4 separate regions of the Sus scrofa genome follow, and regions 1, 2 and 3 are each linked to region 4. A link is a contact called in public Hi-C, HiChIP or PLAC-seq and promoter capture Hi-C data. All regions are on one chromosome and are shown on one strand. Each heading gives the region's core, a stretch centred on a gene start, on an enhancer-like site or on the middle of the called end of the contact. The rest is flanking DNA. Distances are from core to core; before and after follow the strand shown.

What was found. Promoter capture Hi-C pulls out the DNA fragments that hold promoters and counts their contacts. Hi-C and Micro-C count contacts between places; a contact is called where the count stands out from the background. HiChIP or PLAC-seq counts read pairs in DNA pulled down with a chosen protein or histone mark.
Region 1: a Hi-C map of alveolar macrophages shows a contact between it and region 4, with 2.3 times the contacts expected there. The contact joins the enhancer-like site here to the promoter of SPG21 in region 4. A contact is called at or near these places in 1 of 5 promoter capture datasets (liver), 6 of 47 Hi-C or Micro-C datasets (alveolar macrophages, embryonic fibroblasts, fetal heart ventricle and 3 more) and 2 of 2 datasets of contacts at active chromatin or transcription factors (alveolar macrophages and skeletal muscle).
Region 2: a contact with region 4 is called in a promoter capture Hi-C map of liver, with 4 times the contacts expected there. The contact joins the promoter of PIF1 here to the promoter of SPG21 in region 4. A contact is called at or near these places in 3 of 5 promoter capture datasets (fetal liver, fetal skeletal muscle and liver), 10 of 47 Hi-C or Micro-C datasets (alveolar macrophages, blood, fetal heart ventricle and 5 more) and 2 of 2 datasets of contacts at active chromatin or transcription factors (alveolar macrophages and skeletal muscle).
Region 3: an H3K27ac HiChIP or PLAC-seq map of alveolar macrophages shows a contact between it and region 4. The contact joins the promoter of RBPMS2 here to the promoter of SPG21 in region 4. A contact is called at or near these places in 1 of 5 promoter capture datasets (fetal liver) and 1 of 2 datasets of contacts at active chromatin or transcription factors (alveolar macrophages).

What each region holds. Positions count from the first base shown.
Region 1 is chr1:107,152,328-107,156,170 of Sscrofa11.1, forward strand. It overlaps ANKDD1A (ankyrin repeat and death domain-containing protein 1A), which reads right to left. Exons shown (of 21, transcript XM_013992888.2): 3 at 1,601-2,268. Among named protein-coding and RNA genes, the nearest start is that of ANKDD1A, 31 kb to the right of the region's middle. Within about 2 kb of position 1,549, at least 37 of the 83 cell types and tissues checked have an H3K27ac peak or open chromatin away from gene starts, as enhancers often do. A contact at or near this core is called in alveolar macrophages, embryonic fibroblasts, fetal liver and 2 more, where this site is marked.
Region 2 is chr1:107,216,261-107,219,875 of Sscrofa11.1, forward strand. PIF1 (ATP-dependent DNA helicase PIF1) reads left to right here and starts at 2,320. Exons shown (of 11, transcript XM_021093760.1): 1 at 2,320-2,419; 2 at 3,160-3,615. The coding sequence starts at 3,173. LOC110260912 (a long non-coding RNA gene) reads right to left here. Exons shown (of 3, transcript XR_002344495.1): 3 at 2,816-2,951.
Region 3 is chr1:107,256,723-107,260,599 of Sscrofa11.1, forward strand. It overlaps RBPMS2 (RNA-binding protein with multiple splicing 2), which reads left to right and starts at 2,580. Exons shown (of 7, transcript XM_021093786.1): 1 at 2,580-3,006. The coding sequence starts at 2,914.
Region 4 is chr1:107,009,938-107,013,981 of Sscrofa11.1, forward strand. SPG21 (spastic paraplegia 21 (autosomal recessive, Mast syndrome)) reads left to right here and starts at 1,887. Exons shown (of 9, transcript NM_001244929.1): 1 at 1,887-2,129.

The sequences.
Region 1 (3,843 bases), core at 299-2,798, 140 kb after region 4:
TCGGTGTAATTTTAATTCGCATCGCTATCATTATGGGCAAAGTTGGTTATCTTTATGTTTGAAAAAAACATTTTTTCAAGCAAAAAAAAAAAAAACTGTTCTTATCTCTAGTTCATTTTTATGATTGCTGGACTTAAGAGAATTTTTTTCTTCTTATGACCGCACCCGAGGCATATGGACGTTCCCAGGCTAGGGGTCAAATTGGAACTGCAGTTGCTAGCCTACATCACAGCCACAGCAATGAGGGATCTGAGCCACATCTGCAACCTACACCACAGCTCATGGCAACTTGAGATCCTTAACCCACTGAGCAAGGTCAGGGATCTAATCCACATCCTTATGGATACTAGCTGGGTTCATAACCTGCTGAGCCAAAAAGGGAACACCCCTTAAGAGAATTTTAAAACAACTTTTAAATAAGACTTATTTCTTATCTTAATAATGTTTGTTCATCGCTAGAGAAAATTTAAAATGCAGACAAGGATGGTAACCTAGTAGTTAAGGACTCAGTGTTTTTACTGCCATGGCTAGGGTTACTGCTGGGGCTAGGGTTCGATCCCTGGCCCAGGAACTTTGGTATGCTGTGGGCATAGCCAAAGGAAAAAAAAATACAGACAAGGGAAAAAAATACCCACAATTCATCTACCCAAAGATGCCACTGGCAATGACTTGCTATTTATATTATGTTAGCCCCTTTCTAATAAAAGAAAAAAGATGCACACACATGCACATAAGCACACACAGTGGTAAATTATTGGTTATCTTGTGCCAGTACTTGGTAGCCAGAGGTTGCACTGGTTTCCTCTCTACTTGGAGAATTAGCCCTGTGAGGGTGGAGAGGGTGGGAGTGTCTGGAAAAGGGAGGAAGAGAGTGATAGAAGGTCCTGGGCAAGTGGGGTCAGGAGTCACCAGTGTGCAGCCCCTGGAGAGGACCCTGCACTAAGTGTGCTGTTTGATTGCCAGTGGGAAGGAGCATGCTAACATTGCTCCCCCACGGCAGAAGGGTGGGTGGAGGAGCAGGAGCACAGGCACAGAACTGAGCTCCAGTCCAGTTCTAAACCGTCCAGCCCTGTGACCCTACACAAGTCTCTCTCTCTCTTCATAAGGAAATACGCATGGATGATCTTTTAGGTCTCTGCCCACAAAAGCATTATATTAAGAAGGGATGAACAATCCGTCAGAGGAAGAAATTCTGATTAACGACCAAAGGGAGAAAGGGATGGATATTTTTCAGGTGTCTGAGCGTCCCCTAAACTCACGAACCTTAGACTCCCACCCACACTTCCTGGCACTGTGTACGCAGGTCTACTGGAGTGAGTCCCAGCTCTGCGTCTGGGAAAATCACTACATCTCAATTTCTTCCTTCAATTTCTTCTTCTGTGGAGGAGACCTTTTCAGAGGGTCATTTGAAAATGCCTAGAGCAATCCCCCCAGGGGCACACAGTGAATGGTAATTGTTATCTTGCTCTCCTCGTGCCCCTTGGACTGTTCCATTGAGTCTTCTCACAACCCTACGATGCAAGTGCTAGCATATCTAAGCTCCATTTTACAGAGGAGATAAGTGAAGTTCAGAGAGGTTATGACTCGCCCAGAGACGCACCGCAAGCAGGAGAGAGTTCAAAGTGAAATCCAGCGGTTCTTCTCCAAGGGCGAGCTCTGCGGTCTCCAGAGCACGGGGTGTCTCACCCAGTGCTGCATTTCGGATGGGGCTGCAGCCGCCGATGAGGCCCGAGAACGGCTTTCGGGCCAGCGTCTACTGGGACACCCCAACTTTAGAGAGCAACTCTGTCGTCAGCAAGGAAAGTTACTTGAGGGAAACCCAGCGCATGCGATTACGCCGAGTACACCGCAGCGGAGGAGGCCCACAAGTGCATTATAGAGCGATTGGCGGAGGAGTTTGTCGAAGTTGCTCCTCCTCCCGGAACTCTGCCGGGAGTGGGCGGAGCCGGTTTGGCTCGACTGCAGTTCCTGTGGTCTACTCGCGGGGGAGCCAGAGCCAGTGAAGAACCGCAGGCGCTAAGTACCTAATTCTCTCAAGTGTGCACACAAGCAATCTGTACCCATCACTAGCAGGTCGAAGGGCAGAGGGCCTCCAGGAGAGACTGGAGGATACAGAGTGTTGCCTGACCTGAGGTTGGCTAAGTCCTCTGGTGAAGGAAGAGGCTTTCCCTGCTGGATCCTCCACTCTGTGCTTCCTGCTGCTCTGAGGCTTTCTGTAGAATTACCGGTGCAGGTCCTTGAACTCCAGGCTAAGGACCTGGGTGAGGGCTGGGTGAGGGAGAAAGAGTTGTGGAGGGGATGTTAGTAATGTGGGGTTAACTGCCAGGTTAATCCCCACTCCAAAGAACCCCCCCTACTTCGCCAAGAACCTCCCGAGGGCCTCAGGCCCTTCCAAACCTGAGGGGAAAGAGAGAATAACTTTATTCACACAATGTTTGGGAATTATCATTGATTCCTGTCATAGTAGTGCTTTTTTCAGGGCTGCACCTGCAGCATATGGAAGTTCCCAAGCTAGGGGGTCAAATCGGAGCTGCAGCTGCCTGCCTACCCACAGCCATGCTGGATCTGAGCTTCAGCTGCTACCCATACCACAGCTCAAGGCAACACCCTATCCATAACCCATGGAGCAAGGCCAGATGGAAACTGCATCCTCATGGAGACCAGTCGGGTTTGTTACTGCTGAGCCACAATGGGAACTCCAGTAAAATGCATTTAAAAAAAAATGTAAAATGGGAGTTCCCATTGTGGTGCAGTGGAAATGAATCTGTCGTGTATCCATGAGGATGAGGGTTCAATCCCTGGCCTCGCTCAGTGGGTTGAGGATGAGGATCCGGTGTTGCGGTGAGCTGTGGTGTAGGCTGCAGACACCACTCAGACCCTACATTGCTGTGGCTGTGGCATAGGCTGGCAGCTGTAGTTCCCATTCGACCCCTAGCCTGGGAACCTCCATATGCCATGGGTGCAGCCCTTAAAAGAAAGCAAAAATAAAAATAAATGTAGAATGGGGGGGATCCTCTGTGGCCCAGTGGGTTAAGGAGCCATTGTCCTAGCAGCTGTGGGAATTTCCAGAAAGCCAAATAAATAAATAAATAATATAAAAATAAAAAATGTAGAAGTCAAATGCTTAACCCTAAAGAACTTCTAAAGGCCTAATTTCTTTTTCTTTCTTCTTTTTTTTTTTTGCTTTTTAGGGCTGCATTTGCAGCATATGGAAGTTCCCAGGCTAGGAGTTCAATTGGAGCTGCAGCTGCCAGCCTATGCCACAGCCAGAGCAACACCAGATCCGAGCCACATCTGCCACCTACACCACAGTTCTCAGCAATGCCAGATCTTTAACCCATTGAGCAAGTCCAGAGATCAAACCCACATCCTCACATATACTTGTCTGGTTCATTTCTGCTGAGCCTTTAGGAACTCCTAAAGGCTTAATTTCTGAAAGAGGTGTCTGCCTATAAAAGGGATGGGGCAGGATGACCTGGCATTCCTGGGTTGGTAAGTGAGGCAGCTTCGTGTGGTCTGGGCCCCAGGGAAGGGGCAGGGGCTAGCCTGCTGTGAAGGCCCAGTCTACCTGGACAGTGGGATCCAGATCCTAGGCCTCTGTGTGGAGGCCGCCCAAAGCCTAGGGCTCTGCCAGCCCAGCCAGAGTGCCACAATATGTGAAGCAGGAGGCTGCAGGGAGAGATGAAGCACAGCAAAGAGAAAAGGAAAAGGCTCTTAAGAGGCTTGGAAGATGGAACTAGACAAGATCTTCATTCTCCAGGCCTCAGGTACCTCATCTAAAAGGTGATGCCAAGGGCTACTGTGAGAATACTACTTAATGCAAAGGCTAGGCAGGACACCTCC
Region 2 (3,615 bases), core at 1,070-3,569, 210 kb after region 4:
AACTAGTATTCATGAGGATGCCAGTTTGATCCCTGGCCTCTCTCAGTGGGTTAGGGATCGGCGGTGAGCAGTGCTGTAGGTTGCAGACATGGTTCAGGTCTCGCGCTGCTGTGGCTGTGGTGTAGGCCGGCAGCTGCATCGCTGCTTCAATCCCTAGCCTGGGAACTTCCATATGCCGCAGGTGCGGCCATAAAAAGGAGGGGGGAAAAAGGGTAAGAAATTGGGAGTTCCTTGGTGGTCTAGTGATTAGGACTGCAGAATTTTCATCGCTTCATCCTGGGGTTCCATCCGTAATCTGAGAACTGATATCCCACATCAAGCCACTGCAGGTGGCCAAAAATAAATAAAAATAATAAAAATTAAAAAGTAAGGAGTTCTTACTGCGCCGCAGTGGGTTAAGGGACCCAGCGTTGCCACAGATGCAGCATAATTTGCATCTGTGGCTCGGATTCATCCCCTGTCCCTGGAACTTCTATATGCTGTGGGTTCAGTCATTAAAAAGATAAAAAATAAAAGGTAAGCATAAACATGTTGGAATATTTTCAGAATAAAATGTTGAGAGTACCAGAGGCTGAAAGGAGAGAGAACAGGGGGTCATTGTCTTTTTTTTTTTTTAATGGTGTGTATTTTTCTTTAATAATAAAAAATGAGGGTGAACTCCACCTTTTACTTCTATGCTTCCATTTCACTTGAGGGTTTTGTTTGTTTTTTTGTTTACAAGAGTCATTTGTCACCTTTAGATCTGACAACCTTAGGGAAGGGAGTTATTGTCTAATGGGTACAAAGTTTCTGTTTGAGAATAATGAAACTTTTCTGGAGATAGTGGTGATGGTTGTACAACATTTGAACGTTTTTTGTTTGTCTGTTTTTCTTTTTAGGGCCACACCGGCGGCATATGGAAGTTCACAGGCTAGGGGTCCAATTGGAGCTACAGCTGCCGGCCTCAGCCACATATACAGCAATGCGGAATCCGAGCCGCATCTGCGACCTACACCACAGCTCATGGCAATGCCCAATCCTTAACCCACAGATCGAGGCCAGGGATCCAACTCACATCCTCATGGATCCTAGTCGGGTTCATTAACCACTGAGCTACAAAGGGAACTCCCTGAATGTTCTTAAAGGTAATGAATTGTGCACTTAAAAATAGTCTAAACGGAGTTTCCACTGTGGCACAGTGGCTTAAGGATCCAGCATTGCTGCAGGTGTAGCATAGTTCACAGCTGCAGCTGGGTTTGGATCACCGGCCCAGGAACTTCCATATACAGTGGGTACAGACTCCCCCCGCAAACAAACAAACAAACAAACAAACTTCTTGGAGCCTTGGTTTCCTCACTTGAAAAATGGGGGCAATTCAATAAATGAGGGGGCTGACTCACCTGTAAGATCCCTTCCAGCTCTGTCATTCCAAGATTTAATGAGGAGAAAAAAAGATAATTAAAAATAAATTCCCAGAGTTCCCGTCGTGGCTCAGTGGTTAACGAATCTGACTAGGAACCATGAGATTGCGGGTTCGGTCCCTGGCCTTGCTCAGTGGGTTAAGGATCTGACGTTGCAGTGAGCCGTGGTGTAGGTCGCAGTTGCAGCTCGGATCCGTGTTGCTGTGGCTGTGGCATAGGCCGGCGGCTACAGCTCCGATTGGATCCCTAGCCTGGGAACCTCCACATGCTGTGGGAAGCAGCCCAAGAAATGGCAAAAAGACAAAAAAATAAAATAAAAATAAAAAATAAATAAATTCCCTGAGCAGCCAGAGCAATAAGAGGGATTACTGATTCCCTGAAAACAGAGGCTCATTCACTTCCCTTGTACTCTTGAGCATCCGGCCACAGGTCTGAGTTCTACACTGTTGGCCCTCAGCCGGATGGGAAGGACGAATACGTAAAACGACGCTTACAAGGGCAGAGGAAGTGTAGAAAGTTTCGGGGCAGACAGAGACAGCAGTAGCAACAGGCGGTGGAGGGATGTGGTTTGCCCAGAAATGAGCAAACGGTCCTATAAATGTAAACAGGAATGCGAGGGATCAAAGGCAGCTCTTCCCCAAGGCCAAGTTCAGCTGCTGTGTGAGGGCTTAAAGCGGAGGAAGGAGAGTGTGCTGGAGGCTTGAAAATAAGTCAGACACACAACACCACGCGCCGCCCGGATGCGCTCACTTCTTCCTCCCCCTACTCCTACCTGTCCGCGCGACTTGGTACGCTCCGCCAGCACAATAAGCCTCTCCCTCCGGCGTGCTATTGGTACAGCCCAGGCTCCAAGAGTAGACACCCAAAGACACGCCCGTTGCCACGCCCGCTGTCTATGATTGGCTGGAAAATTTAAAGATCCGGCCGATGATAGGGTGATTCTCTACTCCCAGGATTTGAAAGTTCCCAGTGTCCTACCTTTGCGTGCATGCCGGCTCTGTTCAGCTTGTCCGTCGCAAGTGAGTGTTCACTCGGATGCCAGAGGTGGGAGGCAGAGAACCTTCTTCTTCAAGGGGTCCCTGCCGGGAGGGTGCACACGAGTGGGTCAGACGGAGGGAGAATGGATTCCCGCACCCCAGGGTCCCTCTGCGATTTCCCTAACCAAAGATTCTCTACTCTATCCCTACCCTGAAGATGGGAAGCGCCAGGGCTTCAGAATCACACGAGCCCTGACTCCTACCACCCCTTGTGGCCTCTCTCAGCCTGTTTTCCACTTCTGTACACGGAGAAGAGTGAGACCTGCTTGGCCGCATGTAAACTAGTGAACGTACCTGGAAGACATAAGACGCTTATTAGGGAGTATGTTTCCTGTTCACCTCCTCAACGTGAAAGTCTCTGGCTTCTTAAGGACAGGACTCAGGATTCTCGTGTCCGCCTATGGGTCTCTTGGAAGCAGGCTTCTTTTCCGTTCCAGGGCTCCCTTCTGTGGCACTTGGCGGACAGCTGCGGTTCTCCAATGCTGGATGCAATTGACGCTGCCCATCCGCTGCCCTGGAAATTATTGTGTAGGGTAGTAATTTCTAAGAGAAAATCCGGTTTACTCTAGGGCCCTTTTACCATTTCCGTGACCTCTTTGTGTTACCAGTGACAGCCTCTGTGACCCTATGTGGCCTTCACCGGGCTCCCCGTCACGGCTTCTATACAACCTATGATATATTCCTTGAGTCCCCGTGACCCCTGAGCTCCGGTCTTTTTACAGACCCGCAGAGGCGATGGCAATGCTGTCGGGCACCCAGGCAGCGGCAGCAGAAAGCGAGGACGCGGAGCTACGGTGCCGCGTGGCTGTGGAAGAGCTGAGCCCGGGAGGGCAGCCGCGAAGGCGCCAGGCGCTACGCACCGCGGAGTTGAGCCTGGGTCGTAACGAGCGCCGGGAGTTGATGCTTAGGCTGAAGGCGCCGGGACCCGCGGGGCGGCCGCGCTGCTTCCCCTTGCGCGCTGCGCGCCTTTTCACGCGCTTCGCAGCGATGGGGCGCAGCACTCTAAGGCTCCCGGCCTATGGCGCTTCCCCGGCCGGCGCTGTGCAGCTGCTGCTCTCCGACTGCCCTCCAGACCGCCTGCGCCGCTTCCTGCGTACGCTGCGCCTCAAGCTGGCCGCGGCCCCGGGTCCCAGGCCAGCCTCCGCCCGCACTCAACTTCTTGGCCCAAGGCCCCGCGA
Region 3 (3,877 bases), core at 1,330-3,829, 250 kb after region 4:
ACTTCAGCATTCCAAGAATGATGTCAAATGACCCCCTTCATGGTGGATTATGCACTTATTTACTATGAGATATATTTCTTCTTCAGAGATTCCGTTTGTGTATAAATTGTAGATTTCTGGTTTGCAGATATTCTGAAGTTTTGAATCACTCCCGGGGTCAGGGAGACCTCCCCAATTACACATGCAGAGAAAGGCTCCTAGGGGTCAGAAAGGGAAAGGGAGGGGTACCAGGCCATAATAAGTCCTGATACCGTCCTGGCATTCTTTGCTCTGGAATCCCTCTTTGCCAAAAAACTGCAAACTCCTATCAGGGAGGGTCCTGTGTCCAGTCAGATGTGAGAAATAAAACAAGATAATTGGCTAAAGGAAAACAAAGACCCGGAAGAACTGTGCTTTAAAGAGTGATTTAAATCACCTCTCTGGTGCACTCCTCACCGCCCCCCCCCCCCCCCCCCCCCGTGGGGGACGAGGACACGACTTGCCTGCACCGGCATGCCTCTTTAGGGTGTGTATTACTGCCTTACTTCTGATTTAAACTACTTCTGTGGGTGCTCTCCCACATGTGTACTGTGACTCTAACAATAAATAAACTTTATACCTGTTTTCACTGTCTTTGCCTCCTTGAAACATTTTTGCTCTCAATAGGGGGCAAGAATCAGGCCAGTTCTGCTTTTAGCCTCTAGTCTATGGCTAGGATTTCTGGTTTTCAACCAGATTCAATTGCTGAGCAGAAAACTAATATCTCACTCCAAACCATCACCCACTGCTGTCTCTCCAAGATCAGCACCACCTAATGAGACCTATTCTAGAGAAGGGGCTAGGAGTGGAAAAAAGAGCCAGATTGGACAGAGGCCTGTGAAGGGTGGTCATGATATCTGGGAAGTCACAGGATGGCTCTATCTGGAGGTGCCAGAGGCTGGAAGTCCCTAGAAAATGCTGGGTAAAGTGAAACATCATCACTCATGGAGATGCCTGATTCCTATAGGAGGCAGTTTCCCTCATCCTAAGGTCTGACTGAATAAAGTGCTGGCAATGGAGGTGGTGGGAAATCTTGGTGCCCCTGACCTTTCCATAGCACAAAGTGGCTGCTCAACAATTATTTACTAATGTTATAGTTAAAGATATTGCTTATCTATAATCCTCAATTTACTCATTCGTGAAATGGCAGGTTAGTGATTATACTTTGTTGGGGTAACTAAGTCACAGGCGAACATTGTACATATTTCTACACTCCATGCTGCTGTAGGATGGTGCCGGTTCTATTTTGGCTATTGAGGCTCTGAAGGGTTCTCCAAGGTCTGAGATCCTAATTGGTTCATGACTGCAAACCCAGCTTTTCTCACTCCACCGGCACTATGCATTGCTTCAAACCTTAAAATCCAGGTTTGGCGGGGGAAAGTCAGAACAGAAACCAACTTCTGCAAGGTGACAGATCACACCTGGAGACGCCAGATTCTGGGAGGCGCTAGGCAGTGTCTTTCCCGAGCCTCCGACCGGAATGCCTGGGGTTGCAGCTCCAGGCGGGGGCGGGGCGCCCAGGAGGGGCCAAGCAGCTCTGCGGGGCTAAGGGCTGCTGTGCCTTAAGCGCTACCTGAGGTGGGCGCCGGTTTGTACAAGGTGGCGTCAAAGACCGGCCCCAGTAGGCGTGGGTTTTCAAAAGTCAGAGGAAAACCCACCAGACGCCGCGCTCTTGAGGCTTACAGAGGGGAGTCACCACAGACCCACCCAAGCCTGGGGCTCTGAAAAGGAGGAGGGGAAAAGATGCCTGAGTGTGTGTTGGGTGGTATTTAAACCGGGGAGGAGAGGACCCAAAAGCTGAGAGAAGGGGGCGGCGAATGGGACCTCGATCATACAAGGTCCCCCCCTCCCGGGGCTAATCTTTTGGATACCCGTGACTCACCTAGAGTCCTATTCAGTGACTGCGGGGCGGGAGGGGTGTTTGAGATCTAAGTCCCACCCTCTGGGCTGGAAGCCTGAGGCCAGAGAGGGGAAGTGATTTCTTCAAGGTCACGCAGCAAAGGGCGCCCAGCCCAGGCCAAAGCCTAGGTGTTCGGCCTCCCCTGGGCCATCAATCCCAGGCCCCAGGCCCCAACAGTTCTGCGCTGGGAGGGAAGGAGACGGTGGACGAGGACTGGGTGGCTGGATTTGAGGGTGAAAGCGCGTTGGACACCCTATAACCCCAGATCAGAGTACATAGTTGGGACTCCTTGAAGCCGAAGACGCAAGAGTCCCGCTTTGGGCGCTCCCTCGCCTGGGGCCGCCTGGGTGGGATGATGACGAGGCACAAGGGGGCGCGGGGTGCCCGGCACCCGGTTCCACCTCCCGCAAGCTGGGATGGCGCGGTGCGCGCGGTCCCTTTAAGAAAGTTCGCTAGATGAGTTCATCAAAGTTTAAAAACTAGTCGTGGAGAAGGGAAAGGGGAAAGATGAGAGAGGGAGAGAAAAAGGACAAGGAAGAGAGGGGAAAAGCCCCGCCAGAGGCTGGCGCGCCACGGCCCGGGCCGGGGCGAGCCCGCAGTGGGCTGCGGGGATTGGCTGCACGTTCCCCCGGAGACCGCAGGGAGGGAGGGGGAAGGGGCTGGCCGGGCCCCAGCTGAGGCCGGTTCCGGCCCCCGCCCCCCGCCGCCGCCGCGGGCGCACTCGCGGGTCGCAGTGAAAAGGCGGAGGCGGCGGCCGCTCCGGCTCCGCTCCGGTTCCCAGTGCCTCCGTCGCCGCACCCGCCAAACTTGATGTGACCCCAACCCGACGCGGCGGCTGCCTTTCACCGCCCCTCGCAGCCCCCACCGCCACCCCGCCCCGCAGCCCCGGAGCGCACCGCTCACCGCGCCCCTTCCCACCTCCTCGCTGGGGCCGGGCGCCGCGCTCGCCCTCGGCGTTCCCTTCTCCTCGCCACCCCCACCCCACCCCCCGCACCATGAGCAACCTGAAGCCGGACGGCGAACACAGCACCAGCACGGACACCAGCACCGTCACGGGGTCGGGCTCCGGCGGCACCCTGGAAGAGGAGGTGGGTATGCGCCCCAGGATTTGTCGGGCGAAGTGCACGCGGAGGTGGGCGGGGGACTGGGCACGCGGGGCCCCCCGCGCGGTCTGGCAATCGCTCCCGGCGCCTTCCCGCCGCTGCCCTTCGGCCGGAGAGGAGCAGCCCGTGTCCGGCGGGCGGGGGCGTGCGGCCTGGGCTGCCCCGCCGGGCGGGCATTGTCTCCCCGAACTCCCGGGCTCCGGGCGGGCGGCGAGCCGACTGCCGTCCGTGGTCCCGAGGTGGACGAGCGGCGCCGCGTCCGCCCCATATCTGCTGCCCGCCAGCCCTTGGTTCTTCACTCTTGTCCCGGCTTGCTGCCCTCTTATACTGCTCCCGCGTGGCCGGGTCTCCCGCCTCGGCTGGGAGGAACTGAGCGGGATTAGCACGGTGGGCGGGCGGCACCCTCACTCCTTTGCACTTTCCACCCTGACCCCTCCCCGTGACCTTGGAGGCCTGGACCGGCCGCGCGGCACCTTGGTTCACTAGAGCTGAAGTCTTGGGGGCGGGGGTGCAGGGGGTGGACGAGTTTTCTTCACGGCCTCAGAGTCTGGGCTTTGGCAAAGATGTCAGCTGGCAGTTAGAATTGGGAAGGAGATGCCTAAGGACACTCAGTTCCCAGTTCTCCTCCCTCTGGTTTTGCTCTGGTAGCCAAGCCAGGACTCCAAAGCTGGCCATGGTGGGATTCTGCAAGGAAGGTCCACTGGCCGTGTGCTGAGAGGAAGGAGTCTGAGACGGCTTCGTGGAATCACCAACAGCTGGGTGGTTAATTGGATGGCGAAATCTGGGAGGGTGTGTGGGTGCGTGTGTGGGTGTGTGTGTGTTGAGGGGGAGGTAGTGTGGTGGATATAAACCTTAA
Region 4 (4,044 bases), core at 637-3,136:
CACATTATCATGCTCCATCATAAGTGACTAGATATAGTCCCCTGTGCTATACAGCAGGATCTCACTGCTTATCCATTCCAAAGGCAATAGTCTGCATGGTTTTCCATTATCAAGAGTCAAGTTAAAAAATATTACCAAATTAACAGAATAAGGACTTCTAATCCATTTACACATATCCATAGTTCAAGTCTCATTAGGGCTGATAGTCAAGCGAGGTCTGGGAGTATGGGATCTAAGGAGTACAGATTTAGGAATACATGTGGATTGATTTCTTTATTTGCACATCAATTCATTCAGTACACATTTAGTATTTATTATTAGCCAGATTATAATAGCTAAGGCATTAGTTAAAGCACTCTGTTCCCTTTGCTCTAAATTAAATTTCCCAGAAGTTCTTGTTGTGGCTAGGCTGGTTAAGAATCTGACTAGCATCCATGAGGATGTGGGTTCGATCCCTGGCCTTGCTCACTGTGTTAAGGATCCACAGCTTGACCCTAAGCTGCAGCATAGGTCACATGTGCTAAGGATCCACAGCTTAACCCTAAGCTGCAGCATAGGTCACAGGAGGGGCTCAGATCCAGTGTTGCCATGGTTGTGGAGTAGGCCTGCAGCTGCAGCTGCAGTTTGATCCTTAACCTAGGAACTTCCATATACTGCTGGCTTGGCCCTAAAAAGAAAAATTTTAATTAAAAAAAAAATTACAGCTCCCAGACCACTGTGGGAGAAGATAAACAATGTAATGGGTACCCATAATGGGTTTTATATACAACCAGTGATTTGCCAGTTATCCCATTCATTACCTAAGTTTTTGGGAAAAAGTCCGAGGTTAAAATTCTTCCGTGAAAACACATTCCCTGTATAGTTCCTATGTGGTGCTTATAATAAAAGATCTCTCTATTACTGAAAGGTGATTTTGGCTGGGGGGTGATGGATATATTGTGTTCTTGAGAAATGCGTTTGAGATTCGTCCAGGTTCTAGACTGGAATCCAAAGCTCCTGAGCAGGAGGGCAGAGGTCATAGTTTAAGATAGTTTACTCGGATCCTCTCTTGACCTTAATTCCCAAAACAATTGCCTGGGTAAAGGGAAAGGCTTTTATTAGAGTACAAGTTTTCCCTAATACAGATTAGGAAGAAGCATTTTCAACAGACTTTGTGGCAGGATCACTAAAAAACTTCCTAAAACGAGATTTAACATGTTATTCTACCTTATCACAGCTGAAAATATGCTATTGAAAAAGAGAGTCGTGACCTCTGCAACATCTTACTTGAGAATAATGTTTACAAATATATTAATATTCTCTTATTTTCTTTAAGGGAAAACGATGAGGGAGTTGGAGGTTCAGTGGGAGCTGTTCCCGGAAATCCCCAGAACGTCAGCACAAGCCTGGGAAGGGAGGCGGGAACGTTACAGTGGAGGATTATGAAGGCCGTCGGTGGCTGTGCAAAGGAAAAAAAACCTTGCCAAGAAAAGAGGGTATATAAAGCCCTGTTCATCAAGGACTGAAACCCAAAGGGGTTCCCTCAAAGCTTTATACGGCGGAGAGAAAACGTCCAGCATCCGTTTCCTCCAAGAGGGCGTGAACTGCAGGCAAAGGCAGGTCCCGAGGGTCAAGTGCCCCTTTCTTCCACTCCCACAACCTCTCCTTCGGTGATCACATCACATAGGTGACCTAGAACTGACCCAGAATTTCCTCGGACCTCTTACCCGCGCCCGCCGCCACAGCCTGAGCGAGTGCGGAGACCGCATCAGACAGGATGTACGGAGAGCTCTCGGAGTGCAGCCCTGCGGTCCAACCCGCCCGTGGCCATGGTGACCGCCGGAGACACGCAGCTCCGCCCCTTCCTCGCGACGTGGCCCCGCCCCTCCAAACCCGGAAGCGCGGGGCTCAGGCCAGCTGCGCGAAAGATTCGCGAGAGAGGGCGGTGGCCCAGGCCTGCTTGGCCGCGCGCCCCGCCCCTCGGAGGCCGGCTTTCCAACGCGCCCCCAAGGTCTGCAGAGCTTGCGGGTACAGAGCGCTCCACCCACCGGCCCCGACCCGGGCCCAGCAGCCTCCCTGGACTGGACCCGTGCTGGAGGGAAAAGCCGCCTTGGGGAGGCGGGAAAGGGAACTGGAGGCGGCCACGGAAGGTGAGGGTTTGGCTGGGCCCTGAGAAGCGGAGGGTGTGAGTGTTTGATGTGTTTGTGGCTGCAGGTGAGAGTGGTTTGTATTGTGAGCGGCTGCCTCTGTCGGCGTGAGTTTGTGTGGATCCGACTGTATCAGTTCATGTGACCATGCACGTGATTGGATGTCCCTGTGTGTGTTTGACTGAGGTCGATTCTGAGTTCGTGGAGGAGATCCGTGTGCCTGTGACCCCGCCTTTGTGTGGCTATCAATAGTGGGAGTGGGAGAAGGTGGAGGTCTGTGTATGAGTCGCCTAGGGTGAGGTGGAGGACGCTTGACCTGGGTACATTCTTGTAATCCTATCTTGGGGCTACACTGCTGCGGCCCAGGAACATATTTTTCTGTAAACTTTTAAGAACTCTAAGCAGACTAGTTGTTTTGGAGATTGCACCTCAGGCTGAAAGTGATAAATGCCTTTGTCACTGCTGAGTGGGGTCCAGGTGTGAGGCTGGTGAATGAGGCATGGGGAAAGTAGCAGGGCTAGGCTGTCTCACTTTTCCTCTTCTCCTTTAACTGGGGAGTCATAAATTCTGCATATGCTGCTGCTTTGTCTCCACCTACAATGTTCCAGCTCCTGTTGGCACAAAGATTCAAGAGACTGAGGGGTAATCGAATAGCTGTGTGCCAAATTTCCAAAAGCTTTTATATAAGCCATCTATACAAGATGAGGTGTCACAGTCGAAATGTCAGGTAATCAGCGTTTACTCCCATGAGGTTTAGAAGGTAATGAAATAAGTTTTTGAAGAAAAGAGAGATAAATCTTCCCCTGAGGAAACCTAAAAAAAGAATAGTTCTGGACTGGTATGCTGAGGTATGGAGGCCTACATTAAAAAGCCAATGGCATCACCTAGAGAGTCTCAGGTTCTAATATTTGGCTATTGATGGTGTTAATAATAATCACAGATTGTCCATAAGTCGATCATATTGTTGAGATAAAGGATCAGAAAACCTCTGACTAGTTAAACTGGTTATATGACTTAGACATTTGTAAAGGCGATTTCATTGACTGTGAATTGGCAGGTTCTGTTGAAACCCTGAGGATAAGTGGACTGTAAATTGGCTGGTTCTGTTGAAACCTTGAGACATAAGTGCACATAATTCTTGGTGCACACAGTTTTATTGTTGAGCAAGCACAAGGGGCAGAGAGGCCCAGGTGTCCAGAGCACTCGTGAGGAGGGGTTTCCTTAGGCAAGATTAAGGCAAAATTCCTGCAGTCCCTTTCCCACCAGCATGAACAGGTGCTTTTTTTTTTGTGAAGAGTCGAATTGTGAGAGATCAGATCAGTGTTGAGCTTGTGGTCCACATTCTTTCTTTAATTCTGACCAGTTTGGTCAAAATCTCAGTTAACTTTTTTTTTTTTTTTTTGCCATATGCAGAATGTTCCCCTTATGACTTGGAGAAGTATTCCTTCCCCTGTAGTGGATGAAAGAGAGCTGGGAGAACAAACTGCCTTTTCATACCACTCACAGCTGCTTTCCTTTTGCAGCAGTTTTTTTTTTTTTCACTTAAACGTCAGTTGGTCAGATGCAGCATTTGGTATCTATCTTACCTTTCATGTCCTGCCAAACCAGCACAAGTGTTAAAATCACTTGCCTCTACAAAAATTTAGTCACAGTTGGCTGGAATCTCTCCGTCCAGCAAGATTAGTTATAAATTGTTATAATGTTGGATGATTGTGAATAATACTGAGACTGTGGTAAGGAACATCTTTCTTCTTAACTGTTGCGGGAAGAAGTGGATGAGTGACGGTGAATGTGTGTGCCTGATTATGATGGGAGTGTGTGTATTTGTATGATGGTTTGGTTTGTACATTGCAATGGATTCTAAACTATGAATATTTTATCCCAAGTTTGGTGAACCTAGAAGCAAACTTTCTGGCTT